3 separate regions of the Mus musculus genome follow, and regions 2 and 3 are each linked to region 1. Evidence: chromatin contacts called from public Hi-C and HiChIP or PLAC-seq data. All regions are on one chromosome and are shown on one strand. The core of a region is the stretch at or near the end of the contact, and the rest is flanking DNA. Distances in the headings are between cores, read along the strand shown.

Region 1 (3,052 bases), core at 68-2,567:
TCAAATAGCTTACAAAGACATACAAATGAAGTATTTTTCCTTCATACTTAAAAAAAACTTGTTCTTATTGAGTGGAATAACGAAGCCTGAAATCCAATTTCCAAGTTTTTATAGCTCTTGAAATTATACCTCACTTCCTAGGAAGATGAGTTCATAGCATGTATTAGGTGAATCTCACCACACTCTGCGAGACCTTGATGCTGACAGGCAGGAGGACAGGTTGGCTATCCATTCATGGCGAGGTTGCATGTTGATTTTGGCACTTGAGGGGATTTGAAGATACCAAGTCTTAAACCACCGATATATGTAGAACCTGCACAGATAGACAGGCACTAAGTACCCATAGAATTCAGAGACCCGGGAGCTTAGGGTCCAAGTTGTTGTCTAGAGAGAAGCCATTCTTCCTGAATGAGATAACCCCAGATTTCAACACTGAAGTTCAAAGGTGACTTAGCTGTGTCACACTTGAACGCTATAACCCTCCGAGAAAAATCTCACTAGGCATCACCAATGAACAACACTGGTATACTAGATTTGCTTAAATTCTCCACGGCCTCAGCCTCAGCTCCTCCTTCACCACCCTTTCCCAGGCATAGGATATAGGATCCCTAGACAAATGTGTTAGAGCCACACTGTGTGCTGATGTGCTAGGAGGGTATGTGTGTGTTTGTGTGTGGGGGTGTGTTTATGTGAATTATTTCAATTATGTTATTTCCTGAGATGGCTTCTGCTATTTTCTCTGTTTTGTATAAGTAGAAAACAGAGATAAGGAGTGGAGGTAACTTGCCTAAGGTGACTGACACAGCTTGTGAATAGAGGTACTGGAAACTTAGTGTTAGTAGGAGTAGCTGGGGTGTGTGATGTCAAAGAGCCAGGGCACAGGTTAACATTTTAGGTGAAAGATTAACTCTCTAACAGTGATTATTAAATGTTTTGGGGTCTTCTATTCTTTTGGGGGGGGTTGTGAAGAAAAGTGGTTTTCTTCTGGTCCCTCCCATCTCAAAACTCAGCCCCTCTGACCTACACTCACTGTCAGGAAAAAGCTGTGGCCATCTCCTGGGACCGAGGTGAAGGATTTTCTAAGTATATTCTTCAAAACGTGTCTTAAAACTAGAAATGCAGAATTATCCTCCACACTGTGACTCAGAAAGTCCAGACCGGCACAGTCGAGATGAGTAACGGCTGCTCCTCGGAAGGGGCTGGTGAACAGGTTGGAAATGTTATTTGTTGAGACTTTTCTACTCGCCATTGTGCTCTGTGTGGAATGTGCACGGCTTCTGGACCAGCCAGCTCCGCCTAAAATGGCTCTTTGAAGTGGGAGGTCTTTATGACAGAAAAGGAGATGACCACAGAATGAAAAGGATTAAGGAATAAAAGATCAAGAGTGTGCACGGCGCGCTTCCGCCACCTTGTGGACAGAGATGTCTTTGCATGTCTGCTGGGAACACCAAACTGTTTTTCAAGATTTTACTTTGTTTAAAAGAATTAAATGAAAGGAATATCTAAATATTTTCACATTGCCCACATAAGTCTGTTTCTTTTCAAAAATTAAATCATGTTTATTTAATTATTTATTATCCATTTATCTGTTTATTGTGTATGTGTGTAAGGGCATGTGTGTAAGCCACAGCTCAAATATGGACCATAGAGAAAAACTTATCACAGTAAGTCCTTTTCTTCTACCATGTGGGGCCTGGGGAACAAACTGAGGTTTGGTGACAAGTGCCTTCAACTGCTGAGCCATCTCACTGGTCCATTCTCCAAACACACACACACACACACACACACACACACACACACACACAGACAAACACACACACACACACAGACACACAGACACACAGACACACAGACACACAGACACACAGACAAACACACAGAGAGAGAGAGAGAGAGAGAGAGAGAGAGAGAGACTTACATGGTGTCATATTTTGATGACTTACATATTCTCTGTCATTAAAATAGTAATAATTATATATTTGCATCTTAATTCTATTCTGGTCATTTATGTTACTTTTATTTTTAAAATAGGATAATTAATCTTTCTACCACTCAACTTTATCTGTGAAAGGAATAATTTAAGACAATGTAATTTATTATATAAATTATGCATACTGTCTTATGCTCAGGAGACAGTATATAATTGTGGGCAGTATCCATAGCTTTATCATTTTTATTTTAATATTCATTTAAAAAGGTAATGGATACATATGTTAGGGTGTCATGTACTGCTCATGACAGAGACATATGAAGTTCAGGTGAAGCTTCACACAGTTGCTGACATTTTCAGATAAAATGTCATCTAATCCAGTTTTTTTTTTGTAAATTTTGTTCCATCTTTGTCAGAGTGAAATATTTATAGTGTTTAAAGAATTACATATTCAAGTTCAAGATTAGAAACATGTTTATTTCCATTTAAAATGATAATATTAGATCAGAGTATATACCAATCAAATATAAAGGAGAATTGTGTGTACATTTGTTCACACAAACACATGTGTATGTATATGGTATGTGTGTGTGTGTGGTGTGACGGTATGTGCCACGGAAGCGCAGAGAAAGATCTCAGGTATTTGCCTTATTCCCCTGAGATGGGATCTCCTGTTGAAACCGATATTAACTGTTTCTCTGTCTCCACTAGCATGGTCAGACAGTGAGCTCCCTTGGTCTGCTTCCCTCAGCTGCCAATGCTGGCACTGTGGAGACACGTGGCAATGGCTGGCTAGAATTTGCACCTCGTGTCTTCATGCTTGTGTTGCTAACAGTTTCTTTTACCCACGGAGCAATCTTCCCAGCCACGTGGAAATCTTTCTTCATTCATAAACAGTTCTTCTGGACCTGAGAACTATTATATCCCAATGTTTAGACACACAGATAAAGTACTATTTGTAGCTAGTGTGTCCTATGTATATGACTTCAGTGTTTCTTTTTTATAATTAGCCTTTGGTGAAAAATTGTGAATGATATTGTAATGCATTAGGTGGTCGCCGATAAACAAGCCGCCATCCTTTCTGGGGTTTTAAAAGATTCCCCTGTGCATGGTCAGTGTTTA
Region 2 (3,073 bases), core at 255-2,754, 260 kb before region 1:
AACATGTCCAGACCTGCTCCAGACTGCTATCAGATAAGATGCATTTAAGGGTGGAAGGGGCATATCTAGAAACAAACTACAAACAGAATGGCAGGTGCACCAGAAAGGATACAAGCAAACTGAATAGGTGAATATCCTCATTTTGAGAATGTTTTAAAGGAGAAGGCAAGCACATTGATTCTTCATGAGTGGGAAGTCTTTTTTTTTTTAATCTCCATATCACTCCTGGTGTCTGACCATACCACAATTCTTCATCCTCAGGGGAAAGTGTGGGCTTTGGACATCACAAAGCCTTCTTCCTGGGTTTTCTTCTTCACGTGATGTTTTGACTCACTTACATGACTTTCTGATGAACTGTGGCTCCCAGTTCTCCTAGCATTACAGAGTACTTCCCTGCAGAAATTATCCACATGTGAAAATTTGTATGAGAGGCCTACTTCAAGATATTTTGTGAACATTTTCTTAGAATCATAAATATTCTTTGTATTAAGAAATATTTTTGATTTTTTTTCTTCTTCACCCGGTATGTTAAAGTTTGTTCATATCTTCATCTTTTCTTTTCTTCCCAGCTCCTGAATATATACTAACTACCTATAGCATCTTCTTCGAAATCTGAACAATTTGCTGCTGACTGGCTCCTACGGAGTAACAAAACCATTCTCTCTCGGTTTTGGTACTATGATGTTTCCACTTATCTACTGGGCGATTCCATATTTAGTACCCTAATTATGATCTAATGATCACAGAGCTGTGGGAGGAAATTCACATTTACTTGCTTAAGTAGGATAAGTTGTCAGTTTAAGTCAAGATTAAAAACACCCTCTATCTTTTGGAACCTTTTAACTCACTAAAAGAGGTACCTTTTATACAGCCGAGTTAAGCCAGCTTTCCAAGAACAAGCTCTAGTGCAGCTTTAAGGAGCTGGCTTGGCATGGTCTGAAGATCTTTGGAGGCTGTCTTGTGTCCTATTTTTTATAAGTCAAAAGACTGTAAAGGAAACCATTGACAGGTGTCCTTACACGCCCAACAAGATTTAGGAATGACTTACATATGAAAATACAGCAAAGGCACAGACTTTTTAGATTTCAAATACAGAAACTCTCTTGTCTCCAAGTGCAAACCATTTCCCTGATATCTCTGGAAAAAATAATAGCGGGGCACCTTGAACTTTCATTTTCTCTCTGAGAGAATGACTTCAGGGCTTGTTTTGGTATTGGGCGATCATCCCTTTATTAGAGGAAATGAAGGTCTTCTTTTTAAACTTCCTCTAACTGTGCTGGTCTACTCAATATTATGTGGCCAATTCTGAGAAGTATTATAGAGTAGCAGACCACCAAGGGCTCCCTAAGAGATTAAGAAAAGATGAGTAAGCAAATTAGTCAGCTAAATGAACGGAGTTGCTTCAGAAGACAGGAGCTCTTTGCCTCCATCACGATATGCCTCATTAGTTCCATTAGCTGCTCTTCAGCATAGCCATTACCCTGCCCACTCGTTTCTAAGCAGTTTCACTATGTCAACGTTGATTCCCCCTGCACACACACCCACCCACTGGCTTACAGCTATTATATCACCTTCCAAGAGCATTGATTTTTAAGTCAAGTGTCACAAATTTCACAGTCATCATTTCCTTGCAAGCCTGAAACTGACGACTGCTGCTTCGTGCTTTCATTATTTCAGAATTAATCACTTGCTCCCATTGGCCGCTCCCAGCAGCCTCCTGCCCTGTTAAACTCAATGTTTAATTGTTCTGTGCTTTAATTGACAGATGCTAAAGTATCCCCTCATCTTGTGTTTTAGCAAACATAACTAATTAAGAGGTGGTTAGGAAAGAGACTGAAAACACATTTTCTTATTAAAATGATTAGATGTTTGTAGGACATCTCTTCTGTGTCTAAAATTGGAAAGATTACATTGGAGACATGACAGAAATTCATGCAATGACAAATTCCAACCCTGAAGTTCTGACAGTTTTAGTATATGAAGTGATGGAGAGGTAGGCTAGAACCCATGCTATGAAGCTAACTTAGATTAGATTAATTTTACATTCCTTACATTACCTTACAATTTCAGGAAAATTCAGTAACTCAGCAACTGGTGAAGATCCCCCCCCCAAAAAAAAGTATCAATTATTGCTGGAACTCGGAACACCTACTTGGAAATTTTTGAAATAGAAATATACCTCTACAGTTGAAATTTTAGTCTAGTTGTCACTAAAGGAGATTATGTAGCCAAATTCTATAAAGCATCTCTTGAAGACTGCTAAGACACACCATTGCTTCATTATCTTAGCACAATATCCATATGCACATTCTTTTCTTTTCCTCTACAGAAATATGATCAGAGTCACTTTTTGAAGAAATTCCTACAGCTGTTTAACACTGTCAGTGTGGCACAGGCCTTTAATCCCAGCACTTGGGAGGCAGAGGCAGGTGGATCTCTGAGTTCGAGGGCAGCCTGGTCTACAGAGTGAGTTCCAGGACAGCCAGGGCTACACAGAGAAACTCTGTCTCGAAAACAACAACAACAAAAAAGATTTTAAAAAAAAGGTCATTTTTAAAATCCACTTTCAGAGATGCAGGGCTAGGAAGAAAGAAGAGAACACATCGTTTGATTTAGGGTTGATTGGAATCAGCTTTTCCTTCCCTAGCATCTGATTTTCCTGTTTCTAGGAAATAAAAGGTATGTGAGCTCCAGCATCACAGTCCCCAACAATGCCAGGCTTTACTGTGATTGCCACACCTCGTTCCTCCACGCTGTGTTGACAGTCCTTAGCGGGGCTCTTGTCTTTGGCCTTAGCTACCAGCCTCAACATTCACATACGAAACCTACTTCTTTACAGGGATCTTTATCTAAACACTAACTAGTTTCTATCCCCACGCCCGTGTAAATCTTTTCTGAAAATCCTCTAAGTGCCTAAATTAAGTTTGAAGTCATCTGTCAGTGTTCTTATTGTTGTTCGCAGGCTTGCTCCATTTCTCCTTGGCTTCCCATGACCTACCTGTGAGGCACACTCTCAAACTCATTCCTTTCTGAACTTCCTTCAGTATTAATCACATAATACAATTTATTCACA
Region 3 (2,971 bases), core at 203-2,702, 490 kb before region 1:
CGATCTGCTGTAACTTCACCTACAATTTCTAGACCTAGGAAGTGAGAATAGATTCCTGCTCATTGAATATTCAATTTTTGTGGCGTTAGTTTTAACAGAATAATATACTTCTTCACCTCAGGATCATGATGCTAAATTATCAAGACCTAAATTGTCTTGCTACTTCATAATTTCATTATTTTCTACTCAAGTCTTTTATTTTAAGTTTCAAATTAGAATTCGATTTTCATTTATTTATTTATTTATTTATTTATTTATTTATTTATTTATTTATTTGCAAATTCTAGTGGACAAAAAATCCAATCCACCTACTTGAAAAATTCCCACGGATTTTACACTTGGGTTTATTTCTGGGGCTCTTCTATTGAAGGGCTCTTCTATTTTTTGCCTGTTTATTCTGAGATCAGAAGCACAGAGACCAGGACAATTTCTATAGTTACACCTTAATCAAACAATCTCTCACATCGTAGGCAAATTGAATTACCATTACTTGTTTCCCAGAAAGTTTCTGGAAATTTCTAAACATCTAGCCTTCCAAATAGAAAAAACAAAAACAAAACAAAACAAAACAAAACAAAACAAAAAAACCCAAACAACAACAACCAACTTAAGTTCTCATGACAAAGCCAGTGGAATTTGTGTACTATGCTTGCCAGTGGATTTGTAGAGAACTCAAAAGTCCTTATAGAATTCGTTGTCATAGCAAGAACATCCAGTCTCTCTCCACTCAGTCTCATACTCCTTCCTGTCCTTCATCAGTTGGCTTCCTGTTTTATCCTCACACAGATTCTATATATGTTTTTGTTAAATGTATTCTTAGCACCCTTTGTAGTGGGGCTGGGCTCCTCCTTGGAAGGGGGGAGGGGCAAGATGCCCTGCTGTGTTAGTTTGAGTCTGAAACTTAACCTCTCTCCTCAGATTGGTCTTGGGTTTTTTGTTTTGGTTTGGTTTTTATTTTTTTTATTTAATTATTTTTTTAAGTAAAAAACCTGTCATCCTTAAAGAACTTTGATGGGTTTCCTGGCTGTTTTGTTCCTGAGAATTCTATGGCTTAAATGCAGAACCAGAAATCTTGAAATGAGAGGTTTCTCCCTGCTTCCCAACATCCACCTTGTCACTGTTTCTCAATAGCAGCAAACGTGACCTGGGTAAGCTTTAGTCGCTTAGCAACAAATGGGACTAGCTCCTCCCCTCCCCATTCTTCTAGAAATAAAGCCTTAAGCCTCAGGGCCCTGGAGGGAAACATCATTTTGAACTCACAGTAAAGAACCCCTTTCCCTTAATCTGCCTTTGCTTATTTTTTCAACAGCCTCTTCCCCTGTACTGCATTCCAAAGGCAGGTAAAAGGGTGGATTTATAAAAGGATCTCTCATCACACATAGCGGGTGGGTGTGGAGAGACTTGTAATGGAAGGTGTCCCAGAGAAGACAGGGTACCAAGAATCCCCAGCTAATTCAGACTTCAGGATAACATCCCTAGAGAAGACTATTGCTGTCAGCCAGTGCTCTCAGAGGAGGGACCAGGAGCCAGGCGGTTTCCTGCATTAAAGACTCATTTCCCTATCTATTTCCCATCTGGCACTCTGTAGTGAGCATGGACCCCTGTGTCCCTTTTTTTGCTGTCCTCTATTAAGGTTACAAGAAGCTACCCGCTTACTCAAGTACCACTCTCCTCTTCAGGCTCCTGTTTCATTGTCCACATACAAAAATTGCATCTGACTCTCCTCCAAAGCCTTTTCACCCATGACACTGAGCAGAGGCCACCGTGTTGATTCTGGTCAGTGCTCCATGCTTGCAAAGGTTAGCTGAAGCCAAGGATGAGCTAGGCAGATGATGAAGTGATTTACACCTTTGTCTGGGACACTACCGCAAACAGCGATTGTGACTGGACAACAGCAATTAGTTTTTCTTGCACTGTTGTCCTCCGCTGTGAATTTTTCCTGTCGTTTATTTCTGAGTGTCTTTTACTTACCTTACAGACTGCCTTGTGACCCAATTTAAGGATTTGTCTGTAGATAAATGAGTTTAGTCCTGTTTTTATTTAGATTTAATAATAGACATGTTTGATTTAATAATTTAGGCTAAATACATTAAAGTACATTAATAAGTGCCATCAGCACTTACAGAATAAGGTCTGTTCGATGTTGTCATAAGTCTTTTGCACATAAACGACATGTTATCAATTGATGCTCCTGCATGGACTGTCATCCCTATTTTGGAGATAAGGAACCTGAGGCACGAATAGATTAAGAAATTTGCCCAGCATTACACATGTAGAGATCTGGGAAGTAGGTTAACTGACTTCAGAAGGCCAACATATCACTCTTCTTCTTACCTTCTGTTGTCTCCACTGTGTTGTTGTTGGCCATTTTTACTTACTCTTTGTCCTGTGACAAAAACTCTTTACTACCTTCTCTGGTCTACACACACTGCCAAAGTTAAGATCTCCCCTAGGAAGATTCCCTTCCTTCACCTGGCTCACAGAAAACAACAGAGAGCCTGGGCGCCACATTCCAGAGATGCCAGCAGGGCCTTGGAATGCAGCTGAACCGCTTGGAAAAGAGGCCTAAAGGCAAGGCCATTTCTCAGGGCCTATCTGCCTCACCCACTCTTCTTTCTCAGACAGCAACTGCCACTCATCCGACGTCTCCTATTTCCCAGAGACTAATATTTTCTCTAAAGATGACATCGTCTTTTATTTGGGTCCTAAGCACCACTACATTGGGGAGGAATCGCTATGACATTTGAGATTCGTGTTTAAAAACCAATCCCCAAAGACAGCATAACTTTTCCCTGTGTGCCACCTGACCCAGCCCCACACTTTGTCACACTTTTCTTGCCATAGTCAGTGCTTTAATATGATCTGAGCTCCTCTTTCATTTGAATGGAAGAGCAACTGTCCTGTACCGTCAAAATTCTGTAATTATTCCTCTTCATCATATTATGAAGGTTCTTTTATTTATCTCATTTAC

Evidence for each region. A called contact is a pair of places that touch in the nucleus more often than the background predicts. HiChIP or PLAC-seq counts read pairs in DNA pulled down with a chosen protein or histone mark.
Region 2: a contact with region 1 is called in a Hi-C map of the G1E-ER4 cell line, with 5 times the contacts expected there. The contact joins two enhancer-like sites. A contact is called at or near these places in 3 of 484 Hi-C or Micro-C datasets (the G1E-ER4 cell line and adipose-derived mesenchymal stem cells) and 1 of 115 datasets of contacts at active chromatin or transcription factors (acute myeloid leukemia).
Region 3: a contact with region 1 is called in an H3K4me3 HiChIP or PLAC-seq map of embryonic basal ganglia, with 6 times the contacts expected there. The contact joins two enhancer-like sites. A contact is called at or near these places in 1 of 15 datasets of contacts at CTCF or cohesin (the NIH/3T3 cell line), 1 of 115 datasets of contacts at active chromatin or transcription factors (embryonic basal ganglia) and 1 of 9 other capture datasets (embryonic stem cells).

Annotation. Positions count from the first base shown.
Region 1 is chr1:69,240,271-69,243,322 of GRCm38.p6, reverse strand. No RefSeq gene overlaps it. Among named protein-coding and RNA genes, the nearest start is that of Erbb4, 130 kb to the right of the region's middle. Within about 2 kb of position 1,317, at least 95 of the 459 cell types and tissues checked have an H3K27ac peak or open chromatin away from gene starts, as enhancers often do. A contact at or near this core is called in the G1E-ER4 cell line and embryonic basal ganglia, where this site is marked.
Region 2 is chr1:69,497,537-69,500,609 of GRCm38.p6, reverse strand. No RefSeq gene overlaps it. Among named protein-coding and RNA genes, the nearest start is that of Gm28497, 68 kb to the right of the region's middle. Within about 2 kb of position 1,504, at least 36 of the 459 cell types and tissues checked have an H3K27ac peak or open chromatin away from gene starts, as enhancers often do. A contact at or near this core is called in the G1E-ER4 cell line, where this site is marked.
Region 3 is chr1:69,727,727-69,730,697 of GRCm38.p6, reverse strand. No RefSeq gene overlaps it. Among named protein-coding and RNA genes, the nearest start is that of Ikzf2, 43 kb to the right of the region's middle. Within about 2 kb of position 1,452, at least 45 of the 459 cell types and tissues checked have an H3K27ac peak or open chromatin away from gene starts, as enhancers often do. A contact at or near this core is called in embryonic basal ganglia, where this site is marked.